Linked DNA regions of Mus musculus: regions 1 and 3 are each linked to region 2. The links are chromatin contacts, called in public Hi-C and HiChIP or PLAC-seq maps. All regions are on one chromosome and are shown on one strand. Each heading gives the region's core, a stretch centred on a gene start, on an enhancer-like site or on the middle of the called end of the contact. The rest is flanking DNA. Distances are from core to core; before and after follow the strand shown. Region 1 overlaps Pvt1 (Pvt1 oncogene). Region 2 has its middle 51 kb from the start of Gm24696. Region 3 has its middle 230 kb from the start of Pvt1.

Region 1 (3,856 bases), core at 20-2,519, 680 kb before region 2:
CACCCCCGAGAATACACTTTTAAGTGAAAAGGAAGAAACAAACCAAAAAGAATAAATAAATAAAGGGCATAGAATTAAAAAGATGCCTGTGTTCAGAGGAAGGAAGAAGATCTGGAACCATTAAAAATAAAATTCTCCTGTGGCACCTGTGTGTCTTCACACAGTGCTTATTTCTAAGTGTTGAGATTCAGACCCTGAGCAAGCAGCTGAAGTGCCTATTTAACATTCCAAAGTGGATCTGACCTCCGGTTCTCCCAGCATCCCTCAGTCCCTACCTGTTACGGAGCATGGCTGGCAAGCCCCACCCTCTATGCTGAACTTTCCAGCCCTCTATGCTGAACTTTCCACCCTCTATGCTGAACTTATCCAACCCCTGAATAATGTCTAACCTAACACCATCATACTGGGGTGCTCGGAATTAAATGAGCTGATATTTGCAAAAGGCTGGGATGGCAGCCTAGTTCGAAGAAATGCTCTCCTATCCTATGCTAGACAGAATAATTATGTATGTTATAATCAGAAAATGTAAAAGTCAGGAAAAAAAAAATAAAGATAACCAAAGACAGAAGGGATCAAAAACATCAACGTAAGGAGCCTTTAATGACGCTTTGTGACGGTTTAGAATGGTCTACCCAAACCTAGCCAAGTCTAACTATGTTATGGAGGTGGTAAAAGCAGTTAACCTAAACATCTGGGACACTCACAGAATGATAGGTAGGTAGGTAGATAGATAGATAGATAGATAGATAGATAGATAGATAGACAGACAGACAGACAGATGTTGAATAAAAAGTGACGTTTACAGTGATGTTAGCTCAAGGCAGGGCTTTTCAGGCCATTTCCCCTGGTCTCACCCTGTGCCCCTATTAATCATCTCCCATTCCAATAACATATGTGCATAAGAAATGAGATTCAACCACCTCAAGTACTGTTTTCAGTATATACTTTTCACCAGCAGCCACGCTGGAGTCAAAGAGGGCCTGGCCTGGAAGGAAAGGCAGGGAGGAAGTGCTAGCTCAGCAGAACTAGCCTCTCCTAGCAGAGCATCCTCAGAGCTGAGCAGAGGCTGCAACCGAGCTTCCCACTCATTGTTATTCCAACCAGGTGTCTGCAGGCAGGCAACCCCAGGATACTGCAGAGGAATGTGAGCTTCACACCAGATCGGAAGCAATGCCCCCTCCCAATTGCCCAGCACCCCTTCCTGGTGTAGGAGGAAATGAGGGGTGGGGGTGGGCTCCAAGCAGAGTTGCAGATGAGCCAGGCTTGCACATAAAAGATCTTTCGTGGCTGCTCTGTCTGGGCCTCTTCCTCCCCTCCTTACTTACTAAGCAAGGGTGCCCCTCCCCTTCTTCCTCCCCGACAACCTGACCTTGGCAGAGGCCAAATACAAGCCTAGGCAGCATCTGGCCATTCCTTGCATTCTGCAGAGCAGGCTGAGAGGCTTGAGAAGGGCAAGTGAGGCTGCTGAGCCTTTCCATGAGGTGAGCAATCCTGGCCCCTGTGTGTCGATAACAGGTGAGCTTGGTTTTACAAAGGTATTTAGTATCATCCCAGGAGGGGAATCCAATCCTCACACATACACAGTATTATGGAAATTGCCATAAAGGCTTTTTCTAATGAAGCCTAAGGCCTCTCATAAAGGTGAGTGAAGCCACCCCAGTGAGCAGCTTCAATAAGCCAGAGGCAGGCAAGATGCTCTGTTTGTATCCACATCTGGGTGCACCAGAGCGCACCCAGAAAGGCAATAGCACATGCGGCTCCCTCTCCCTTGGGCACATCAAATTAATGTTCCTCTTTCAGCCCACTATTGTCTCTATGACATGGAGTTTTCTCCTCCTTTCAACCTTATACTCATCTCTAAGCAATCAGGCTCCCACCGGACACGGAAAGAGAGGGCAGTTTGACTGGGACACAGATAAAGATAAGACACAGCAGGACCGGCTGTGCAATATATATAGCAAGACAGTAAAGACTGGGCACTTGATAGGCGGGAAGCACTAAAATCAATTCAGAAAGCACAAAGATCTCTGTTGGGGCTGCCCCACCCCCACCCTGCCCTGATATCACACTCTTGAAGTCAGTCAAGGAAGTGTAGTGATGAGGCAGCCACAGTCTCCACAAAGGAAGACGAAGCAACAGTTTGGACACACTTTCAGGAAGGAAAAGGAACGTTTTGGACCATGAGCCAGAGGTGCTCACCCATCGGAGCTAAAGCACTTCCAAGATGCTCAAAGGACTATCAAGCACACAGCCCAAGGATCCTAACAGCGAGGCATGACAGGAAGGGACTTACGTCTGCAGCAACACTAGGTGATGTCACCCAAGCCAGATGCTCAGGTAAGGGCTGGGCAGACTATCACAGAAGAGGTAATGTGCACACAACACAGGGCCTTTTCTCTTACCTATCCTCAACTCCAGGTTACTTAGCCATCCTGCTACGCTAGCACACTGATCTCATAGGCCTCAATGGTCACACTCAAACAAAGGACCACCTGGCATTGGCACACCCTAAGGACCCTTTCAGTTACTGCTTCATCACCCATTCCTTGTAGGCTAAAGCAAATGTGACCGCCAGATGCTTTGAATATTATATCTACACAAGCCTTTCAGCACAGTTTTGGAAACAGAAAAGTCCAAGATAAATGTCCCCAGCCATCCATTAAGAGCCACATAGTGACTGCTGTTCCGGAGGCTGCAGTGTAGGTTATTCAACATCCCTCATCTTCTAAGCCAGCAAACTGAGAAGGGTAGACTGACTCCATGAACCACTCTCTACCTTACTATCTGAGTACCCTCAAGGGGGCGATGCAACAACTTTGTCACCGAGATCACAGTGGTTGACAAGAAGGCCGCAGAACTGTTGGATACCAGGCAGGGACTCTACATCAGAAATAAGGTCCCCTCAGCCTATGCCCGCCTCTAAACTACACTGTAACCCCTACTGTTACAGGTATACATGTTGCCCCAAGAGAATGCTTGCTGGGCTTATACCTCAGGGCTTACTCCATACATTTGTGGCCTGATTATAAATATGACTGAAGAGTTGTATGTTCTAGTACAGTTTATACCCAGGGTGACTTATTACTCTGGGGAGGAGATATTCTATCAACTAATAGCTCCAAAGAATGGAGTAAAAAGGGTGGCCATTCCCACTGTGTTAATAGGTTCTCTCCTCAACACTGGGCTGTCCAGAGCTGCTAGTCTAGGGGTCTCAGTCTTAGTATTCCAAGATACCACTTATAAGGCCCTATAGATGGAGATAGAAAAGTCCATCACAGCCCTACAGGATTCCTTATCCTCCATGGCAGAAGTAGTCGTGCAGAACAAAAGAGGCCTAGACTTGTTCCTCCAACAGGGAGGACTCTATATAGCTTTAGGTGAAAAATGTTGTTTCTATGTTGACCATTCAAGGGTGGTCAAAACGTCTGTGGCCTTAGTCAGAAACAGACTACAAGACGGATCCCATTGGTTGATGTTAACTTGTACTTCCCTACATCATCAATGTTTTACTTAGGTTTGTTAAGGAACGGATTTACTCTCAAACCACAATACCAGCCTCTAGAAACATCTCAAAGATTCGAGATGGCCCAAAACTAAAGAAAAAAAGGGGAAAAGGCTAGACTGACTCTATGACAGGTTTCAAATGGACAATTCAGGAGTTGAGACCTAAATCGGTTCCCAAGAACTGGACAAACCCAGGCAAGTTCAGGACGCAGAAGCTGCCCTGCCACCTGGTCTGAGTCAAGGACAGTTTTCAGACTTCTGCGACAACAGATTCTAGCCCCCTCCCCCCCCCCCCAGGTCCGAGCAATGGTTCTAAAATGTCCCTAGAGATCAAACAAGACAAAGGTCACCT
Region 2 (3,739 bases), core at 556-3,055:
GAAAATTAAAGAAAAATAATTGGAAAAAGAATAGTGTGGTGCTAAACCATTTGATAACATGATCAGGGATGTCTGGCATTTGAGCCAAGGCCTAAATGATACAATAAAGAAATATGTGGGCATCTGGAAAAAGAGCATTCTAAGAACGAATCACAATGATGAAGACCTTAAGGTCAGAGTGTCTTTGACTGTTTAAGAAGCCAAAAGGAAGGCAAATTACTGGAATGAAAAGAAAAGGTGAGTTCAGATAGGTTCACACTGCCTAGCTTATAGGGACCAGAATTCAGGAAACAAAAGTTATGAGGGAGAAGCAATGTTGAGTAGTTCTCTATGATGCTTTTCCAAGTAAGAAGATATATTTGGCTAGGCTGCTGGCAGTAATATCTAAATAACTTTAAAAGTCCCACAGTCTGTACATACTAAAAGTTCCATCCCTTTAAATTCCTAATATCTTTTAAAATTCAGAGTCTTTTAAAAATTCAAAGTATCTTAACGGTGGGCTACACTAAAATACTTTCTTCCTTCGAGAGGGAAAAGCATCAGGGCACAGTCACAATCAAAAGCAAAATCAAACTCCAACTGTGCAATGTCTGGGATCCACTCACGATCTTCTGGATTCCTCCAAGGGCTTGGATCACTTCTTCAGCTCTGCCCTTTGTAGCACACACCTTGTCTCCTAGGCTTCCAATGCCTGTATTCCACTGTTGCTGCTGTTTTTGGTGGTCATCTCATGGCACTAGCATCTCCAAAACACTGTTGTCTTCTGCTGCAACTAGGCTTTACTAATAGCCTCTCATAGGCTCTCTTCATGGTGCCAAGCCTCAACTCCTTTGCATGACTCCTTCAGTCCTGGGCCATCAATTGCAACTGAGGCTGCACCTTCACCAATAGCCTTCCTTGGCCTCTCATAGTACCAAGCCTCAGCTGTTCTTCATGACCCCTTCATGCCTTCAAAACCAGTACCACCTGGGTGACTCTTACACATTACCAAGTCCAGCCACAGCACAAGGTACAACTTTGGCTATCTCTGTAACATAGCCTCTGTGCTCTCAGAAAACACTTCCCAGAAGATTTCACCTCAATTATTAAGTTATTCAAAAGATCAAAAAGTCAAAAATGCTTAGAAGGTCAAGAAAAATTGGTTACAGTTATTAGGTCACTTCATGAGTTTCAGTATGAAGCATGAGTAGGTCTTTTGTAGAACACGAAAAGAATGAGTAGAACTCTCATTTACTGCCATAGGTCACTATATAGTCAAATACTGTCATTCATTTGATGTACATACATGAACACACACAAACACACATAGGTCCTATCATCCCTCAAACCTCTGCTGGTCTCCCCCATTCATAATTTTATGCTTTGTGATTCACCATGCTCTCTCTTATCATAGGGACATTGAAAATTCTTCTTCTTAACTATTTGGATTTTCAATAAAACTAATAGAACCAGGGTGTTATGTAATGAAAAGAGTGGAGCAGATTCACAGCTTGTAAAGCTCTGTTTTGGATGGAGCATGGATTGGGAAATGACAAGAATTAATGGAGGAAAACCACCTTAGACATGTCTGCAGATATCAAGAGTGAGAAAGTGGTGGCTCAGACCACAGTGGCATGAAAATGGAACAAATTTGATGTTGCAAGAGCATTTTGGAAGCAATGCATTCTCAAGATCAAAGAAATAACCTACTTGGTTACAGTTATTAGGCCCCAAAAGAACTCCATTATGGCCTACAGGAGAACAAGAAGTGGCAAATTGCTTGTAAAGAAGCCTGTACAGGAGGAAGTTACCTGTGGTCTTTAGGGTGGGGCCCTCAGAAGATGATGAACTATTTCCAGGAAGAGATGATACATCTCTTTGATGTCTCGGTAGTGGTTTTAAACTTCTTCATGAAGTTCACAATCTTCTATCTAAGCATTCCTTCCCATAGCCTTCCTTCTAGAAAAATCAATTAATAGTCTTTACTTCAACCCTATTTATGGGCCCTTTAGACTTCTAAAGTGTGAAAAGAAGGTCAGTTTTTCTAATGTTCAAGAGCACTGCCTTAAGTTAGACTGATTGAACTGTGGATCTGTATTTAGTAATTAAGTGCCTATCGCTACATTTCTTGGAATCCCAGTTTTCATACCTGTGAAAGTTGTGCTTGCCACAAGGTCTTTTATTAGAATTTTGAAGACAACATTGGTGAACTTGTAGTTTCTGGTTATATGTATGCAACTTAGAGGTTACCACTTCAACCCACCTACACAAGATATGAACAAAATAATATTGTCACACATTTTTAAATCCACATGATAAAGCCGTAATGTGGTTATGGCTTCTCACATTGGAGACAACTGGTAGAAAGGCACAAATGGCAGAAACAGAGACCTTTGAGCTTCAGCACCCATGGAAACTGGTGCCAGCATAGAAGAAGCTGAATTTAGAATTGATGAAGTGACAGAAGCTGGGCTGTAGACGTGTTTGAGAGAAAGACCTTAGAAGATGAAGTAAAAGTAAGATGTGTACTTTGTGAGTTCTGTGTCCTGTAGCTGTAACAAGGTCTGATAGGGAAGGTCCGAGGGAGCTTTCGCTTTGCATTTGGTGAGAGAAGAAAAAAGAGTCCCTTTAATTACAGAACTTCTGAAAAAGGTCTGTCATTCTGACTGGTGAGAGGTGGAATCTCAGACTTGTTTTTATTTGCATCTCCCTGATGACTAAGGATGTTGAACATTTTTTCAGGTGCCTCTCAGCCATTCAGTATTCCTCAGTTGAGAATTCTTTGTTTATCTCTGTACCCCATTTTTAATAGTGTTTTCTGGATTTCTGAAGTCTAACTTCTTGAATTCTTTGTATATATTGGATATTAGTCCTCTATCAGATTTAGGATTGATAAAAATCTTTTTGCAATCTGTTGGTGGCCTTTTTGTCTTATTGACAGTGTTCTTTGCCTTACAGAAACTTTGCAATTTTATAAGGTCCCATTTGTTAATTCTTGATCTTACAGTACAAGGCATTGATTTTCTGTTAAGGAAGTTTTCCCCTGTGCCCATATGTTCCAGGCTCTTCCCCACTTTCTCCTCTATAAGTTTCAGTGTTTCAGGTTTTATGTGGAGTACCTTAATCCACTTAGAGTTGAACTTTGTACAAGGAGATAAGAATGGATCAATTCCCATTCTTCTATATGCTAACCATAAGTTGAGCAAGCACCATTTATTGAAAATGCTGTCTTTTTTTCCCCACTGGATGGTTTTAGCTCCTTTGTCAAAGATCAAGTGACAACAAGTGTGTGGGTTCAAAAACTCAGGTGACAGCAGATGCTAGCAAGGATGTGGAGGAAGAGAAATATTCCTCCATTGCTGGTGGGATTGCAAGCTGGTACAACCACTCTGGAAATCAGTGTGGCAGTTCCTCGAAAAATTGGACATAGTACTACCAGAGGATCCAGCAATACCTTTCCTGGGCATATATCCAGAAGATTCTCCAGGATGTAATAAGGACACATGCTCCACTATGTTCATAGCAGCCTTATTTATTATACCCAAAAGCTGGAAAGAACCCATATGTCCCACAACAGAGGAATGGATATAGAAAATGGGGTACATTTACACAATGGAGTACTGTGCAGCTATTAAAAAATGAATTTATGAAATTTTTAGACAAATGGATGGATCTGGAGGATGTCATCCTGAGTGAGGTAACCCAATGACAAAAGAACACACCTGATATGCACTCACTGATAAGTGGATATTAGCCCAGA
Region 3 (3,894 bases), core at 1,220-3,719, 860 kb before region 2:
ACATGATGAGAGGACAGACAGAGGCATGGAGACATTTTTTTCTTTCTTTCTTTTTTTATTTATTTTTATTAGATATTTTCTTTATATACATTTCAAGTGCTATCCCGAAATTTCCCTATACCCTCCCCCTACCCTGCTCCCCTACCCACCCACCCACTCTCACTTCTTGGCCCTGGCATTCCCCTGTACTGGGGCATATAAAGTTTGCAATACCAAGGGGCCTCTCTTCCCAGTGATGGCCAACTAGGCCATCTTCTGATACAAATGCAGCCAGAGACACGAGCTCTGGGGGTACTGGTTAGTTCATATTGTTGTTCCACCTATAGGATTGCAGACCCCTTTGGCTCCTTGGGTGCTCTCTATAGCTTCTCAATTGGGGGCCCTGTGTTCCACCTTATAGATGACTGTGAGCATCCCCCACCCCCCTTCGACTCACCACTCTGCTCATCTGCAGTGCAATCCCAAAACTGGGATTCCAACCCATTCACCCACAGAGCCCACTTACCAAGTGCTTTGCACAATATGAAGCCCAGGAGGCAATGAGCAATGGCTTCCTTTATTTCATCCTTAAAATAGACCAAAGGGGTTGGGCCTTCCATTCTCTGAGATCATTTTAGGCAGTGGATGTAAGAACTCGGAGGAACTTGCCCAAATCCCTTCTCTCATCCACCAGCCCTCAAGCAGTGGAAATGACACCCAGAGAGTCTGTAAGAGGCAAAGGGTTGAGCAGCAAGGGACTTGTGACAGAAGGGATCCGCATAGATAAATACTTTGCAAGTCTGGCTTCATACAGAATGTGAAGGCTTGGCTTTAAGAGATTTAAATGTGGCAGCAACAATGACCCCAGGATGCTAAGATCATAGATTATCCAGACCGGATGTCAGTCTGGCTATGGAATTAAATTCTCAGTTGAAAGTAAGAAAACCAAAGCAGTGGGAAGGAAGTGGCTAGCCCAATACTCCTCAAGCACAGCTTGGGGACCGGACAACCCCGAGAAGAGGGAAATGGTGAAGTCTTGTTGAACAGATGTCAAAATTGCCATGTTTATAAATCAACTTGCCCAAACCTTCCTGGCCAGCAAAGGGACAGCCATCATTTCTTGCTTGGTCTAAGACCTAACAATGATGCCCTTTTCAAACATCTGAGTTACAAGTTTAAAAACAAAAAACAAAAGAAACAAACAAAAAACCCCCAAAACCTACTGTCTTTAGAATTTGACAGAACTTCGTTTAAAAATGTCTCCATCACTAACTGGCTATGTGGCCATAAGTAAACTAATTTCCCTAAGATACTATTTCTTCACCAGCAAAGGAGCATTAGTGAGATCACCAAAGTTTCTGGACTTTACAATAGAAGTTCCAGAGCAGGAACATACTTCATAGACAAGCTGGCACACAGTAGGTGTTCGCCCAAGGCATTTGAACGCATCGGCAGCCGAGTCAGATAGGTAGATAGCACTTGGGCAAGGTCCTGTCTGCAGGAGGATGTATACATCTCTGCCTAAAGCTCATGGAAGAAAACCAACCAAATGTGGGGAAGTCTGAGATGGGTCACTTCCCACTGTGACCCCGGAAAGCAGGCTAGGAGGTCCGAGATGGGAGGCAAAGAAGGGAAGTTGAGGAGGAAGAGTAAGTATGAGAGAATTTCCATTTCTGGAGGTTTTAATCTTGGTTTTTTTTTTTTTGTTTGTTTTTTTTTTTCTATTTAAAGGCTTGCTCTCTGATTAATGAACCCCATTTCGGGTCCCTGTTCTTAGTAGGAACCCATATCCAGTAAGAACCAACTTGCTTGGAAAGTCCACTGGGGTACTATGGCTCTGGCCTGGGCTCACAGATTGAGTGCCTTAATTTGAATAAAAGCGCTAGAGGATTTCCAGGGGAAACACCAGGGCAGCCTTCTAACTGCTGCTGATCTTGTGACACACAGAGAGTCCAGAAGGTTCTTCTTGGATGACTTTACTCAGCAGATACGTGCTGGTGTCCCACCCCTGCTAGGCTTGGGCTCTGCCAGGGAACCATCCTGGACATCTCCCCAGCCACAACCCAGGAGGGGCCGTAGATACAGGGATCAAAGGTTATGCCTCTGAACTAGTAAGGGCTCTTAAAGAATGAACCCTTCCAGGGACTGCAGGATGACTAGGGGACACTTGATTGGGAGCATGTAGTGTCTTGTGACTGCTATCACAAAGTGCTGACATCTGGGTGACTTTAGACAACAGAGATGAATTATGAAAACAATGAGTGAGCAGAGTCCTGTTCTTCCTGACTCCACAGGGAACACCTCTTCCTCATACCTGCTAGATCCTGCAGTCCATGGCTTGTGGAAGCACCAGTTACGTTCCTGCCTCCCACTGCCTGTAACCTTCTTGCCATATGTATTCTTCAGTGTAACCCTAGCTGAACTTAGCATCTACAAAGGTCACATTCACAGGTTCTGAAGGTTAGGATTTGACCTTACCTTCAGGAGTGTAACAGTTAATCATTATTATCTTGGCTGCATTTACAGTCCCTGAGAGGCTGACCACATTCTGGGATTGTCTAAGGGTCACAGAAAATTAAGCAAAGGGGAAGACTCCAATCTAAGGGGGATGTTGCTAGAAGACCAAACTTTTACCTTTCCCCACATCTCATCTCCATGTTTTAGGCTGTTCTCCTCCACCTGCCCTTTAATGATAGGCTAACCCTTCCGACACCATACACTGAAATAAATTCTTTCTCTTTTAAGTTTCTGTCAAGGTTTAGTAACAAAAGCTATCTCAGACAGGAAATCAGTTCCACACATTACACACAGAGCAACAGAGTGGCATAGGCAGTGGCAAAGCCCAAGCCAGGCAGGAAGAAGCCAGCCTGTCCCAAGCTGGGCAGGAAGGGAGTCCCGTGGGCAGCACACTGATCATGTTGTACCAGGAGAGGGAGGAGAGAATGACAAAGGAACTGACCAGCTCTTCCTCCTCTGATAAAGGCGATCATTGGTCCTAGCTCATACTGGTGTTTGTCCCAGAGAGGTAGCTGTCTTGACAGGGAGTCTTATACCAGGTTCTTCCACACTTTAAAACAGCACCCCACTTGTGACTGACCTGACACTCTATGGCTTTCAGATGGGAGAAAATTGTTCTTAGCAGTAAAATGGAGACTGAGGAGAAAGTATCCCTGTGACATCCTGGCAAACATCAGAAGAGAATAGGGAGCATCCTTCTGTCAAAAAAAAAAAAAAAAAAAAAAGGAAGTAGGGTATCTTGGGGTCCAGGAGCAAAGGGTTATGTCAGATATTAATGTTTCTCTTCTGGGCAGGCTTCTTCTGATCTAAGGCTACCCGATATTCATTCCCAAATAGCTATGTAGAGCATCTCTTATGTGCACTTCTTCCTGACAGACAAGCCAAATCTCTGTTTCCTAGAGATTATTATACCATGGGCAAAGAAATGGGCAGAGTAGCTGAAACATGTGAGGCACTTGAAAAAGCACCAAGCTCACTAGAGGACAGTAAAGCTATCCAGAGGACTCACGGGCATCATCAGATGCTGGGAAGTCTGAATGTTATCATGGGGATATTGTTATCTGGCCCAGAGGAGGAACTGAGCAATGAAAAGAAAGAGGAGTCATCATTTACAAAGAACCTGGGACAGAATTCTACCCTGAACTGCAGTTAGAGGGGAGAGAGAGCAGGATGACATTAGGAGATGGTAAGCCAGAGTCCAGGGTGTTATGATTATTTAAGCCCCATCTTTGTAAAATGTGAGAAACTTAGGGCTTGAGAAGCTGTTGGGGTCTTGTAGTAGGACTTCCATTTTCGAAGGTTGCCTAGCTTTGCCTTAAGAATAACTATTGAAAGGTAAAGCAGAAACAGGAACAAGAATCCAATGGCTGTGTTAATAATCTAGGCAAGGGGAATGTG

Evidence for each region. A called contact is a pair of places that touch in the nucleus more often than the background predicts. HiChIP or PLAC-seq counts read pairs in DNA pulled down with a chosen protein or histone mark.
Region 1: a contact with region 2 is called in a Hi-C map of CD4 T cells, with 2.2 times the contacts expected there. The contact joins two enhancer-like sites. A contact is called at or near these places in 1 of 15 datasets of contacts at CTCF or cohesin (CD8 T cells), 2 of 484 Hi-C or Micro-C datasets (both in CD4 T cells) and 1 of 115 datasets of contacts at active chromatin or transcription factors (regulatory T cells).
Region 3: a BATF HiChIP or PLAC-seq map of CD8 T cells shows a contact between it and region 2, with 11 read pairs. The contact joins two enhancer-like sites. A contact is called at or near these places in 1 of 484 Hi-C or Micro-C datasets (B cells) and 3 of 115 datasets of contacts at active chromatin or transcription factors (CD8 T cells, memory CD8 T cells and regulatory T cells).

What each region holds. Positions count from the first base shown.
Region 1 is chr15:62,090,289-62,094,144 of GRCm38.p6, reverse strand. All of the region lies in intron 1 of Pvt1 (Pvt1 oncogene), which reads right to left. Among named protein-coding and RNA genes, the nearest start is that of Pvt1, 54 kb to the right of the region's middle. Within about 2 kb of position 1,269, at least 115 of the 459 cell types and tissues checked have an H3K27ac peak or open chromatin away from gene starts, as enhancers often do. A contact at or near this core is called in CD8 T cells and regulatory T cells, where this site is marked.
Region 2 is chr15:61,406,892-61,410,630 of GRCm38.p6, reverse strand. No RefSeq gene overlaps it. Among named protein-coding and RNA genes, the nearest start is that of Gm24696, 51 kb to the right of the region's middle. Within about 2 kb of position 1,805, at least 15 of the 459 cell types and tissues checked have an H3K27ac peak or open chromatin away from gene starts, as enhancers often do. A contact at or near this core is called in CD8 T cells and regulatory T cells, where this site is marked.
Region 3 is chr15:62,263,721-62,267,614 of GRCm38.p6, reverse strand. No RefSeq gene overlaps it. Among named protein-coding and RNA genes, the nearest start is that of Pvt1, 230 kb to the right of the region's middle. Within about 2 kb of position 2,469, at least 27 of the 459 cell types and tissues checked have an H3K27ac peak or open chromatin away from gene starts, as enhancers often do. A contact at or near this core is called in CD8 T cells and regulatory T cells, where this site is marked.